Regions from separate parts of the Oryctolagus cuniculus genome. Here region 1 is linked to region 2. A link is a contact called in public Micro-C data. All regions are on one chromosome and are shown on one strand. Each heading gives the region's core, a stretch centred on a gene start, on an enhancer-like site or on the middle of the called end of the contact. The rest is flanking DNA. Distances are from core to core; before and after follow the strand shown. Region 1 holds the start of HP1BP3 (heterochromatin protein 1 binding protein 3). Region 2 holds the start of EIF4G3 (eukaryotic translation initiation factor 4 gamma 3).

Evidence for each region. Hi-C and Micro-C count contacts between places; a contact is called where the count stands out from the background.
Region 1: a contact with region 2 is called in a Micro-C map of ear pinna, with 4 times the contacts expected there. The contact joins the promoter of HP1BP3 here to the promoter of EIF4G3 in region 2. A contact is called at or near these places in 2 of 6 Hi-C or Micro-C datasets (ear pinna and psoas muscle).

What each region holds. Positions count from the first base shown.
Region 1 is chr7:150,006,347-150,013,697 of mOryCun1.1, reverse strand. It overlaps HP1BP3 (heterochromatin protein 1 binding protein 3), which reads right to left and starts at 3,745. Exons shown (of 13, transcript XR_011390865.1): 1 at 3,609-3,745.
Region 2 is chr7:149,609,690-149,616,550 of mOryCun1.1, reverse strand. It overlaps EIF4G3 (eukaryotic translation initiation factor 4 gamma 3), which reads right to left and starts at 4,665. Exons shown (of 33, transcript XM_070079168.1): 1 at 4,469-4,665. The coding sequence starts at 4,665.

The DNA of each region.
Region 1 (7,351 bases), core at 2,496-4,995, 400 kb before region 2:
TTGGAGAGACCTGGAAGAAGCTCCAAGCTCCTGGCTCCTGGCTTCGGATCAGTGCAGCTCGGGCAGTTGCGGCCAATTGGGGAGTGAACCAGCGGATAGATGACTCTCTCTCTGCTTAGGCCTCTCTGTAGCTCAAGTAAAAAGAATTTTAAAAAAACAAACAAAACACAGGGGATCAATAGGTTCATGGTCCATAAAGATACCAGACTTACTTAATTTAAGAACAAGATAAGCTGGCGCCGCGGCTCAATAGGCTAATCCTCCACCTAGCGGCGCTTCACACGGGGTTCTAGTCCCGGTCGGGGCGCCGGATTCTGTCCCGGTTGCCCCTCTTCCAGGCCAGCTCTCTGCTGTGGCCCGGGAAGGCAGTGGAGGATGGCCCAAGTGCTTGGGCCCTGCACCCCATGGGAGACCAGGATAAGCACCTGGCTCCTGCCTTCGGATCAGCGCGGTGCGCCAGCCGCAGCAGGCCAGCTGTGGAGGCCATTGGAGGGTGAACCAACGGCAAAAAGGAAGACCTTTCTCTCTGTCTCTCTCACTATCCACTCAGCCTGTCAAAAAAAAAAAAAAAAAAAGGTGGTTTGCCACTTTTCCTGGCTGCATCCACCAAAAACAACTCACAATACCCCTTCTGCTCCCTCTAAATCAGTCCTTACTGCACTAACCTCACTGTCCACTTCTCCATCCATTGCTTCTCTTGGCTCCACACACACACTTTTTGGCTCTTCCAAAGTGCTCTCCTCATCCTTGTCTCCAGGGGCCTGCACTCACTGTTCTCTTAAGCCAGAACCCTTTTTTCCCTGGGTTTCTGCCCAATGTCACCCCCTGGGGAAGGCTATCCATCTGTAAGTTTCTTAGGTGGGGAATGCCACCCTGCAGGCCCTGAGAGGTCGCAAAACCAGCTGGTCTGCCTCCACCAAGGCAACCGTCCACAGCAGGCTGGTTGTCAAGCTGGTAAGTCTGAATGGCTGCAAATGTTTTTATAAATGTCCAAAAAGGCCCTTGGCCAGAAAAAAGTTCCCCACCTGTGCTCAGCACTTACTACCACCCGAACTTCAATATGCACGTGTCTGTTTACTGTGTCTCTCCCAGTGAAAGGTAAACACTCTTAGGAATGGGACTTTAACCCACAGTTGCATTCAGAACAGTGTGGAACGCACAGTGGGTGCAAGACAAGTATTTATGGAAAACAAAGCTTAATAAACACTAACATCTCATAGTATGTCCTACTGATGCAGCATGAGGATCCTTCAAAAAGTTCATAGAAAATGGGATTAAAAGTATAACTTTACTTTGGTGCAAAAAGTTCTTGTAATTCATGGAAAATATGTATTATGAAAAAGATACACATGGAATTAAATAATTTTTGCACCAAAACAAACCACTTTTAGTTCTATTTTTCCACAAATTTTAAGCATCCTCAAGGCTGGCACTGTGGCATAATGGGTAAAGCGGCCACCTGCGATGCCTGCATTCCATACAGGCGCTGCTCCACTTCCGATCCAGCTCCCTGCTAATGTACCTGGAAAAGCAGTGGAATGTGCCCCCCTGCATGGGCCCCTGCACCCAAGCTGAAGCCTCTGATGAGGCTCCTGACTTCAGTCTGGCCCAGCTCCAGGTGTTGTGGCCATTTGGGGAGTAAACCGACAGATGGAAGCTCTAACTCTGCCTTTCAAATCAGTAAAATAAATCTTAAAAAAAAAAAAAAAAATTTTAGGCATCCTCATCAAGGGTTAAACACTAAAACCTGGTCACCTGGCAGGAGAAGTGTTTGCCTCAGCCCTGAGCTTCCCTCTAGCACTCTTCCCTCACAGGTCAGTGGGCTACTGAACACTCCGGACAGAGCTAACGGCACTCATCAGCCGCTCTGCACTTCACCCAGACCTGCAGCAGGGACCCCTTCCCTGCCGCCACTCGGTGAGCGAGGAAAGATCAGGCGTGGAACAGGCACTCGGCACACATTTCCCCACACGGAGGAGTAGGCAAAAGCGAATTCTGTTTTTCACCCAGGTCCCGCGATGTGCCAAGAACAAATACTCCGCGCTTCCTTGTTGTCTGTGCGGTCCCCCCGTAGTCATGGTCGGTGGGTTGCGTGTTTTTTTAACTTCATGTTAAATTAACAATGCAAAGATCTGCTTTTGGCAAGGGAAATGCTTAAACAGTTTAAATGCAGGCAATAAAGAAAGGACCGTTGAAGCTGAGCGTCCCACACTTCAGTTTCACTCCTGCACGGTAAGAAACGCACTATATAAAGAAACAGCTTAACGACGTACTGCAGGTACGGGCACCCTAACCAGCACCTGGGGAAAGCCGTTTGCTAGTTCACCATGGCACACCCGGAGCGCACCCCACGGACCCCTCACGCACGAACCCTCCGCTGCGCTGCGCTCCGCGGGGCCCTTCCTCCCGCTCCTGTCCCGGGGGTGAGGCCGACGGCTCTAGGCGGTCCCTCCCCGCAAGAATCAGCGGGCCCCGCTCGAGTCAAGACCTTCCTCGAAGCACCCACGGCCAGCCAGCCGACTCCCGACGCCCACGCCGCCTCCAGGCGCCCAGCAAGCTTAGACACGACGCCGCCCCACGAGCGCCTTGGGAAACGCGACACACAGCACACCGCACTGGCGCGAACGAGCCGGGCAGCGGTGGACGCCAGCGCTCGGCGAGGCGCGGGGGAGCTCGGCCTTCTCGCCGCCGGGGCGCCCCGGTCAGCAGCCGAGAGCCGGGGCCGCACACCCCGCGCCCGCCCCCCGGCCCGCGCGCAGGCCCCGGCTCCCCCCGCACCGCGCCGGCCCCACCGCCTCGCAGACATCCCCACGGAGCACCGACCCCGGCTCTGCGGAACTACGGGGCGGCCAAGCCCAACGCTGCCTGCCCGACCGCAGCAGGCAGAGCGCGGCGAAACAAAGCGGCGAGGCAGCGAGCGGCAGCGCTACGGGGCCGGCAGCGGGAGCAGCCGCGAGGCGGGCGGCGGCCGCGGCCGGGCCCGGGCGAGGTGACAGCTCGGGGCCCGCCCCGGCGGCGCGAGACGCGGCGGCGGGCCCCGGCGCTCCGCACACTCACCACTGGGAGCTCCGTAATGGCGGCGGCGGGGGCGGAGAACCCGGGGGGGCGGGCCCGCGGCAGCCACTCACCGCCGCCGGCATCTTTCGAACCGGCTCCGAAAACCGCTGAGGGCGTGGGGTGAGGGGAGGGCGCGGGGCGACGACGGGCCGCGGCGGCCCCCGGCGCATGCGCGCGCGCGCAGCCAATCCGGGCGCGGCGCAGGACGCCGACGCAGGCGCGCTGGGACGCAAGGGGGCGCACGGCCAGGGAAGACCTCCCCCGCCTCCCCCAACTCCAAACAAAACAAGGGCGGGAGCGCGCGCCGGAGGGCCCCGGAGGAGGCGTCCACGAGAGGGGCAGGGGGCTAGGTCGCAGGGGGGGAGCGGGGCGGAGCGGCCCGGGCAGGCAGACAAAAGGCGCCACCTCCCGGGACGCGGGCGCCCCGCCCCCTCCTCCCGGGGAGTGGCGGCGGCGGCGGCGGCGCCCCGGGCGAGCGGCCTCCGCCACTCGCCTTCGGGGCCCAGCGAGCCCGCGCCCGCTCCCCGCCCGCCTGATCCGTCCTGCGTTACCTCTGCGCTCCCCCCTTGCTGGCGCCCGCGTCCCGCACGGCCTCCCGGCGCCGCTCCTGCCACCGCTTGCCGCCTCCGCTCCGCTGTCCTCCAGGCCCGGCCGCCGAGCTCTGCCGCCCCGCCCCCCTGCCCGCGGCCCCGCGCGCGGGCGCGCGCCCGCCCGGCCCCGCCCCCCGCGCGCGCCCACGCGGACGGAGCGCGCGGGACCTGGCTCCCCGGCCGGGCGCGCGGGGGCGCGAGGGGGCGCTCGTGGGGACGGGCGAGCGCGGGCCGCGGCGGGGTGCGGCCGCGCGTTCCGGCAACTTTGCCTGCTCCCCGGGCCCTGCGCGAGCCCACGGAGGCGTCTCCCGCCGTCGGGAAGCGCACGCCGCGCGTGGGAGGGCCGCACGGCCCGCAGCGGCGCCCCACAGGGTTCCCGGCGGGGCCGAGGGTGGCCTCGCTGCGCTGCCCTACGGAAACCGGGGCTGCGTCGTCCCGGCGGAGTTGGACAGTTCGGCAAGACTCGGTGGAGAGGCGCCGGGTCTTGGGTTTTTGTTGTGTTTGGAGGGGCGGCGGCGGCGGGTCGAGCGCCCCGGGGAACAGCGTGGCTCGCTGAAGTGCAGGCGCCGGACCCCTCGCCCGGCTCCAGCTCGGCGGTCTCCCCGGTTCACGTCAGACACCCCCCCCCCCCCCCCGCCGCCGAAGGCTCCTCCCGCGGTGTCCCTACGAACGTGGTGGCTCCCCCAGGCCCGCTGGCGCTCCGCCGTCAGGTTGAGCGGGGGTGAGCACCCTGTTCCGTTCCTCAAGGTAATAGATCGCAGACATCTAGTGTTTGTTTTTTTTTTTCCAGTTATTTATTTGAAAGGCAGAGAGACCGAGATCTCCCGTTTGCCCGCTCATCCCGGCAACAGCGAGGCCAGGAGCCCAGAACTACACGGGTCTCCCTGAGGGTGGCAAGGACCTGAGTCCTGGCGCCGTCACCTGCCGCCGCCCAAGGTCTTCAGCAGGAAGCTGGATCGCAGCTGAGGAGCCGGGACTCAGCGCTCCAGGATGGACGCAGCTGCCCAGAGCAGTGGCTTGACCTCCGCCCCACGCCACTCACGCTGCTCCCTTTGTTCTTAAGACTATCCCGGGTTTATGTATCCACAAGCTTAAAACATCCTTTCTTTCTTTTTTTTTTTTAATGCTGCCATTTTTTTTAATAAGATTTATTTATTTGAAAGTCAGAATTACACAGAGAGAGGAGAGGCAGAGAGAGAGAGAGAGAGGTCTTCCATCCGATGGTTCACTCCCCACATGGCCGCAAGGGCTTCCCGCAAGGGCTTCTTCCAGGTCTCCCACATGGGTGCAGGGACCCAAGCACGTGGGCCATCTTCTGCTTTCCCAGACCACAGCAGAGAGCTGGATTGGAAGAGGAGCAGCTGGGAATAGAACCGGCACCCGTATGGGATGCTGGCGCTTCAGGCCAGGACGTTAACCCGCTGAGCCACAGACATCCTGTTTTTTCCTAAAATGTCTTTAGTCCACTGTCATACAAGATGCTGGCCCGCATCAGAGCAAACTGGGAGGTTTTTGCATTGTGGTCTAGCAGGTTAAGCGGCTGCCTGGAATGTGAGCACACCCCACTTGGGCACCAGTTACAATCCCGGGTGTCCACTTCTGATCCAGCTCCCTGCTAATGCACCCGGGAAGGCAGCAGAAGATGGCCCAAGCGCTTGGGCCCCTGCCACCCACATGGGAGACCCAGATTGAATTCTGGGCTCCTGGCTTTGGCCTTGAGCTCTAGATGTTGTGGGCGTTGAGGGGTAAACCGAGCAGATGGAAGATCTCTCTCCACCCGTGTTTCTGCCTTTATACATGAATCTGTTGTTACATTAATAACAATTTTTAAAAGCTTTAAAAAATTGTATTCTGCTGTTCACAACATGTATACCCAAGAAGGAAAAACCCTGAAGCAAAATACTCATGCATGCACACCCCATAAAACCCCGCACCAAAGCTACCACACCACTGGAAGACAGAAGCTATGGCCAGCGTCGTGGCCCGGTGTGCTCATCTGCCACCTGCGACACCTACAACCAGTGAGCAGCCGCTGCAGTCCCGGAGCTCCACTTCCGATCCAGCTCTCTGCTGTGGCCTGGGAGAGCAGCGGAAGATGGCCCAAGTCCTTGGGCCCCTGCACCTGCATGGGAGACCTGGAAGAAGCTCCTGACTCCTGGCTTCAGCCTGGCCCAGCCTCGATGTTGCAGCCATTTGGGGAGTGAACCAGCGGATAGAAGATCTCTCTCTCTCTCTCTCTCTCTCTCTGTATAACTTGTCTTTCAAGTAAAATAAATAAATAAATAAAAAAGCTGTAACCTTCCTACTTTTAAAGTGATTTGAAACTTATCGTACGTGTCTGTTGATTGAAACAGTTTAGCTCTGTGCAGTAATACGTGCAGTTTTGATGTTTGTACCTAGCCGTATCCCACGGCAGTTTGGCTTCTCCGTTTATCTCACCCGGCGGCTTTGAGCTATCCTAGTGAAAGTGCCACTCGGCTGTGTGTTGTGACAGATACGTGACGATCGCTGTGCCTTCACGGAAAGGTAAGCAGCGCTTCGTCCTCCGCACTGATGGGGCACTGCTGTCGCTCTGGGGCCGAGGCTGCCCTCAAAGGTGGGCGTCGGCAGGAGAAGACCCTCGGGCTCACAGACACCCCTCACTCCTATTGAAGTTCCACCACTCCCATTGATTGTGTTGCTTTATTCTATTCCATAGCACTTTTTTTTTTTTTTTAAGATTTACTTATTTATTTGAAAGATTTACACAGAGAAAAAGAGAGGCGGGGCGGGGGAGGGGTCTTCCATCTGCTGGTTCACTTGCCAATTGGCTGCAATGGCCAGAGCTGCACTGATCCGAAGCCAGGAGCCAGGAGCCAGGAGCTTCCTCCAGGTCTCTCACATGGGTACAGGGGCCCAAGGACTTGGGCCATCTTCCACTACCTTCCCAAGCTATGGCAGAGAGCTGGATCAGAAGAGAAGCAGCTGGGACTCGAACTGGCACCCATATGGGATGCCAGCACTGCAGGCAGTGGCTTTACCCACTGTACCATAGCACTGGCCCTCCCGTAGCACTTTTAGAGTGAGCATCAAAAAGTTGTGGCTTTAACCTCTTGGCATTTGACAGGGATCGGAGCAGCAAGAGTCCTTGGTGTCTGACCGGGAGAGGAGCTTCAGGGAGAGAGAAGTGAAAGTGGGGCTGCCTGTGATGACGTCACAATTCCTCCCCAGGCCGCCCATCCAGAACCTATCTAGGGAGCCCCAGAAACATGAGGAAGCACACAGGTTTTTAAACTAGAAAAACAAATGTTAGTAAGTCCTCACAATGTAACTGCCTAATTTTCAACCAAAACACCCGCTTTTTTTTTTTTTTTTTAATTTTTTGCCAGGCAGAGTTAGACTGAGAGAGAGAGAGAGAGAGAGAGAGAGAGTTATAGACAGGGAGAGAGAGACAGACAGAAAGGTCTTCCTTCCGTTGGTTCACTCCCCTAATGGCCGCCACAGCCAGCACTGCGCTGATCTGAAGCCAGGAGCCAGGTGCTTCCTCCTGGTCTCCCATGTGGGTGCAGGGCCCAAGCACTTGGGCCATCCTCCACTGCACTCCCGGGCATTCCTCCACTGCACTCCCGGGCCACAGCAGAGAGCTGGACTGGAAGAGGAGCAACCGGGACTAGTACCCAGCACCCCAACTGGGACTAGAACCCGGGGTGCCAGCACCGCAGGCG
Region 2 (6,861 bases), core at 3,416-5,915:
ACCAGTTAGATAATCTTGGAAAATTACTTCTCTGCACTGCAGTCTCTCATCTGTAAAACAGGGACAATACATACCTTATTCGAATTTTTATGAGAATTATATAAAATCACATATATATGACTCCCAGAATAGATACTTAATAAATAAATAGATACTAATATTATTCAGATTTAGCTTTGGTAGAAAAGTGAAAAAAAGATAGTGGTACAGAGGGTTAAGCCATCACTTGTGACACCAGCATCTTACATTAAAGTGCCAGTTTGAGTCCCAGTTGTTCTGCTTCTGATCCAGCTTCCTGCAGATGTGCCTGGGAAGGCAGTGGATGATGGAGCAGGTCCTGGGGCCCCTACCACCCATGCAGGAGACAAAGATGGAGCTACTGGCTCCTGGCTTTGGCCTGGCTCAATCCTAGCTACTGCAGCCATTTAAGGAGACAGATTTTTCTCTCTCTCTTTCCCTCTCTCTCTCCTTGTCACTTTGTCTTTCAAAAGAATAAATAAATAAATCTTTTTATAATATAAGATAGCAAATGTTACTGCTTCAGCCTATCAGATAAAACTGAAAAGCAATGCAGGGGGAAAAAAAGGAAAATTATACTACCAAAAAAAAAAAAAGCTATGGAATCCTGCTTTCAATATACGTATCATACAACTATGACAAAATAGCTGAGGACACAGGTCATTTTCTGGTGGACAAAGATCTTTACCAAATTTAGTTTCTGTAAAGAACCCACTGTCTGATTTTCTTAAACAAACTGGCTGCCCCAAAACAGTAACTAGACTCCCCAGAAGTGTCAGCAGCCCTAGAGAAATCACACCCTGAAGCCATATAAATAGACAGAACACTGTGTATTCATAACAGACTGCAGAGCTGTTCCCTTGAAGTCAGAAGTGTTTGGGCACCTGAAACCAAACTAATTTATCTTGCATTATCTGAAGGGCTAGCAATTTCAACCTACAGAGCCTTTAGTTATAAAGCCTTTACCGGTCCAAGAACCTCCTAAAAATGTAAGAAACATTGTCTGTGTGTGGGCAGCTTTCTGTGGAGAAAATCTATGCAAATTTCATCAAAATGACAGCTGTTAACTAGAAAAGGTTAAGAAGCACTGTGAGAGAGTGGCATGTGGCCTAGAGGGTTAAGATGCCAGCATTCAACAGGGAAGAGCCTGGCTCAGCTTCTGATACCAGCTTCCTGTTAATGTGCCCCTGGGAAGAAGCAGGTTCAATTGGTTAGGTCCCTGCCACCCACATGGCAGACCTGAATTGAGTTCCCAGCTCCTGGCTCTGGCTTACCCAGTGCAGACATTTGGCGAGTGAACCAGCAGTTGGAAAAAAATAACATAACATAACATAACATAAAATAAAGGAACCACTAATTATATTCTCAGGAGCCTCTCAGAATCTCTTACAGGGAGCTGGAGTGAATGTATCTTAAGGTAAATATTTGGAGGTACCAATTTCTTCAACTATAAGCTCCATGCTGGATTATGCTATGAAAACTCTAAGCATATTTTTCCCTTGCTTTTAGCACTTTTTATATGAGGGATTTTCTTCTTCCAGCCCCAACCATCCTGGTCAGCCCTCCGCTTCTACAGTCAAAGACTACTACTTCAGATCGCCTGACAGGCCCTGCTATGTAACACAGATGCCTACTTAAGCAGGTTCCAGTTTATATTCAGATCCTTTATTGATAAAATCTCCCTCATTTCTGATTTGTCATTCGAATTCCAAATACAACATACACCTTCCCAGGAGAATCTCTTCACAGAATTTTGCAAACTTAAAATGTGTTTTAATTCAATGCACAATCAACTACACTGGTGTATTCTGAGGAACTGGAGATCCATTTAAGCCGAGGAAGAGCAACTGTGGGCTCTACACTCCAGCCTTGACGATGCTTCAGCGCTAGCAACACATCCCAGATGACCTCTTGGGTCAAACACAAATTCCCATGCTCCCTTAGGGTAGAAAAGCAAACTGTTCTACTTCAATCCATTTTTAACCAAGTCCCCATTACCAGTTGATAACATCCCACCACTGGTGTCTTCTGATGAAATAAATCTGTCATCTACACTTCATTTACTACTTCTATAATAAGCTTTTGTATTTTAGCAACTGTAACCTTTCAGTATGTAAAGCAAAGAGAAGATAACCAGAACTGTGAAATACATGAAAAGGAAAATTAATTTTAGCTTCAATGGCATGAGGCAAAGTAAAAACACAAAGCCCATAAAACCAAGTATCCTCTACTACCACAAATAGTTGTAGAAATGACCTCCCCTGGAAATTACATATCAAATTTATCCCCTTAACAAAACTGCTTATCTTATTTCTAAGAAAATTAAGCTGCAGCACTAGTAACTACTTTCATGGTGCAACCAACTCAGAGCTTTTATAAGCCCTTCCTTTGCAAAACACACTGAGAAAAAACATTCTTGAAATAGTCACAGCTCTTTGTGTCCAAATAAGCCACCAAATTCACGAAACAGTGTCATATTGCATCCCACAGTCCCTACTTACTACTTTCCCACTTCTGACAATTGCCAAAACAGTTCAAAGATGTAGATAATAATTTACTTAGTGACACAGTACAGAAACTTAACAGTCCTATTCAAGAATGGTCAATCCAAAGGGGAAAAAAAAAAAAATCCCAAACTGAAATTAGAAAGCAATTTAAACTCCAGGCCAGCATTGTGGCGTAGCAGGTAAAGCCACCACCTGAAACACCAGCATCCCATATGGGCTTTTCATGGTGTCCTGGTTGCACTACTTCCCATCCAGCTCCCTGCTAATGGCCTGGGAAAGCAGCGGAGGACAACCCAAGTGCTTGGGCCTCTGCCACCCACGTGGGAGACCCGGATGAAGCTCCTGGCTCCTGGCCTCGGCCTGGCCTAGCCTTGGCCACTTCAGCCAAATGGGGAGTGAACTAGTAGATGAAAGATTTCTCTGTTAACTCTTTCAAATGAATAAAATCTTCAAAAAAAAAAAAAAAGGAATTTAAACTCCAAAAGTATTAGGTTACCATATGTCTAAGAGATTCAGCACTCCACTCCGACTTGAAGTAGGCAAACTAATCCATTTGCTTTCCCTTCACAGCACAGAAACTAGGTAGTGATCCAATCTTCCACAAACAACATTCTCATCGGTGAACAATTCTTAATTGAACAGAATCACGCTAGGAAAAAAATGACTAAAATCACTACACACATCACACTGCGGTGGAATTCATCCTTCCTCTGTGCCACACTGCCTGGACTGAAAAATGCGGACTAACAATATCTAAAGAGCAGAGAAAATGACACTTGACAGAAACCAAACAACGACCTGAAATGACTCCAGAAGGGAGATGCTTTTCCCTTCTCAAAGGAATCGATACAGACAAGAATCCAACTACAGACTGTGAAATGATCTGTGGACCTCACAGCGGTCAGCTTCCTATTTGCACAACCACCCTACTACCTCTCAAAGTCAAACACACGATGATACAAACACAAAAACACAACACATCTAACAGCCAGTAATTATTTATTGATTTACACAAATACAATGAACGTGGGGAAGAGGGGGTGCATGATGAAGACCGCAGGTCGTGCTTCCCTAAACCTCCACGGTTTAGTTTTGTTAACTAAAATATCCCATCACCAAGTCTTTTCACTCCAATCTGCCCACAACTCTACCGGAGCAAATAACAGGACGTCAGACACATTCAATGCTAGAGTTTTCTCCCGGAGCCATGGTACCGTCTAGCTCTGAGGACTACGAACGGTAAGTTAAAGCCCTTTTAAAAATATTCGGCGGCAACACGAGCTTCCAAGAAGTGAGACTTTTGGGGGTGCCGGGTAACGTCAGTTCACTTCCTCTTCCTTTCAAAAGGTCAAAGACAGGGAAGCGTCCGCGGCAACATTTCCTCCTCCGACCGCCTTCTACCACAAACCACAGCACAACTCCCCCGGTCGCTGGAAAACACTGGCCGGAGGGAGCGCCTCCCGCACACCCCCCCAGACCGCAAAGCCGACTTACCTGGGAAGCGAGCCGACGGGCGGCACTCAGCAGAGAGACCACTGGAGTTCACTATGCATTAATCATGACAATTAGGGAAGCCCACCGTGCCCCGCGGCGGGGCGCGCAGAGGGAGCCGAGGAGGAGGAGGGTGTAATCCTCACAACAAACAGAGGGAGCCTTCCCCGCAGGGCCGGTCCCGGCACCAGCACGTTCGGCCCAATAAAGGGGGGAGGGGGCGGCGAGGGGACGGCGGGGTCCCCCAGATCCAACAGAAGCCCGGCCGCGGGAAGCTACTTTTCCCAGCACCGCAGAGGGTCCCCGGGTCCCCCGCAGTGCTGCCGCCCGGGCACCCCCAAAAAGCTCCGGCAAAGCCCGGTGCGGGGGCTGAAGCAGCAGACCCTGTCCCGGCCAGCAGGAGGGTCCCCAGGCTGCGGCGACGAGAGCCGGCAGGAAGGCGAAAAGGATACTGTTGGGGCGCCTGGGTCTGGAGGGCCCTGATGTTCGGGTGAGGAGGGGCCGCCGCCGCCGCCGCCGCCGCCGCCGCCGCTGCCGGGTGAGGAGGCGGTACCGCTGCCGCCGCCGCCGCCGCCGCTCCGGTGCCGGGTCCGGTTCCTGCTGCAGCCGCTGAGCCTGATTTCAGAGCCGGTTTCTGCGGTAAACTCATGGCAAAGCGAAGCCACCAACCCCCCCAGAGCGGGACCGGGCGCGCCGGGGTGCAGGGGCCGGGGGCGGCGGGGGGGCGGGATGGGGACAGACCCGGGGAGGCGGCGGGAGCGGGGGGCCGGGGGGAGGCTGGGAGGAGGAGGAGGAGGAGGGGGCCGGGGCCGGTCACACACTCCCTCCGCCGCCGCCGCCGCCGCCGCCGCCGCCGCCGCCGCCGCCGGCAGCAGCAGCCGCCCCGCGGGCCAGCACCACCGGCTGCCGGTCTCCGTGACAACGCGACCCCGGGGGGGGGGCCGGACCCGGCGGGGGCAGGAGGCGGAGAGACCGGACCTTTCACGACAATATCCTCATGGGCCGGCGGCGGGGGGTCTTTATCCCCCTCCCCGGGGGAAGCGGCGCCCTTCTCGGTAGCGGGGCTCGGGCGATGCCAGCGGATTTTCTTCACTCAACGAGCAGAGCATCCAACATGGCGCTGCGGCCGCCTCCAGCAGTCCGGCAGGACGGCCGCTCGGAAAACTTCGGGCTTTTTCGGAAGGACTCGGGAGGCCGAGGGTGGGAAGTCCCTTCGGCTCTTTCCGGAGCCTGCGAGCGGTCGGGATTCTTCGGAAGCGCTCGGGCGCGTCTTCGGCCGCCTTTCGCGAGCGCTGTAGTGCCTCCTCCCTTTCTCGGCAACGATCGGCGAAAGGGGCTTCTTGGGCTCGCGGCGGCACGGGTGCGGGGCGGAGGGGGAGACCAAAGGCGAGGTCCGGCCCGCGCGCGAGCCCTCTCTTGCGGCCCGGCGACGCAGAACAATGGTAACGGTCCTGGAGCCTGCGGCCCGCAGAGCCCTGCCCTCAGGGGCGGAGAGGCGGCGGCGAGGCGAGAAACCGCGGTGGGTGTGGAAGGCGCCGCTTAACCAGAGCGAAACCCCAGGGTGGGGACCCGCCGCGGGGGCGTGGCAGCCTCACAAACACCCCTCGCCGGCCCTTAGCGACACCTCTGGCGTCCATTATGTCGACAGCGAGTCCTCCGACGCTGACGGGGAACGGAATGCGGAGCGCCCTTCCCGGAGGGCGCTGGGGGCCCCCCAAGAGGGAAAGGGACTGGCCCAAGGTCACACGCAGCCGGCGCTGGAGCGGAACTCCACCACAGCAGGGTGAACCTTGCGGCCCCCCACGCACCCCGGCCGGCTGGGGACGTGAGCGGACCCGCCTCAGATAATCAGCACCTTGCCCCGGCCGGGGCCGCTGGGCATGGACGCTTGCCAAGGTTCACCCCAAGACTGGGGCGCCCCGTGGCCGCCACTCCCCAGTGGCCCGTGGCAGGGTGGCGCTTGTGAAATGGGCCTTGGCTCCCCACCTGGGCCTGCTAGGAACCGCAGGCCTCGCGGGCGGAGCGGTGCGGAGCCCTGGTGTGCAAGCAGCAGCCAGCATTTGTACGCCCTATGGAGGAGGTAGCACTCACTTTGCAGATGAAAAATCAGGCTCAGTGCCGTGGCACACCAGAGAGCTGAGAAGGCGGTGGCCCCAGAAGGCCGGGAGACTTTCCCAAGGTCAGGTGGACGCTGTGGTTGGCATGGCCGCTCTTGGAGGCATGCATGACTCCTGCTACGCTGCTTTCCTTTTTTTTTTTTTTTTTTTAATTTTTAATTCACATGAAATTACACCCAGCAGATGCTTAATTCTGGACAGTCCTTAAAAGCCCCAAATGCCCCCTCTGGCAGGAAAGAGCGTCTGGAAGAGGCTGATACCACAACCCCCCCCCCCCCACTATGTTTTCCTGGATGGGGTTCCACAGTACCTGACATTAGAGAGGAAACTACTTCATACTTTGGAATCCTAAACTGTTTGGACTTGTAACATCTGATTATTATCTTTTTAAAGATTTATTTTGTTTATTTCAGAGGGAGAGAGAAAGAGAATTTCTTTTTCCAAATGCCCACAACAGCCAGGGCTGGGCCAGGCTGAAGCCAAGAGCCTGGAACTCCATCCGGGTCTCCCACGTGCGTGCAGGAACCCAAGCACTTGGGCTGTCTTTTGCTGCCTTCCCAGGCAGCTGGATCGGAAGCGGAGGTGCTGGGGCAAGGATAGACTCTAGGGCAGGGAATGCTGCGAAGCTGGCCCAAGGCGCAGCGTAATCTCAGGCACCACAACACCTTCCCATAACACCTGAGCATTTAGGTTTGGCTCTTCTGCTCCTCTCCAGACATGATCGGCTC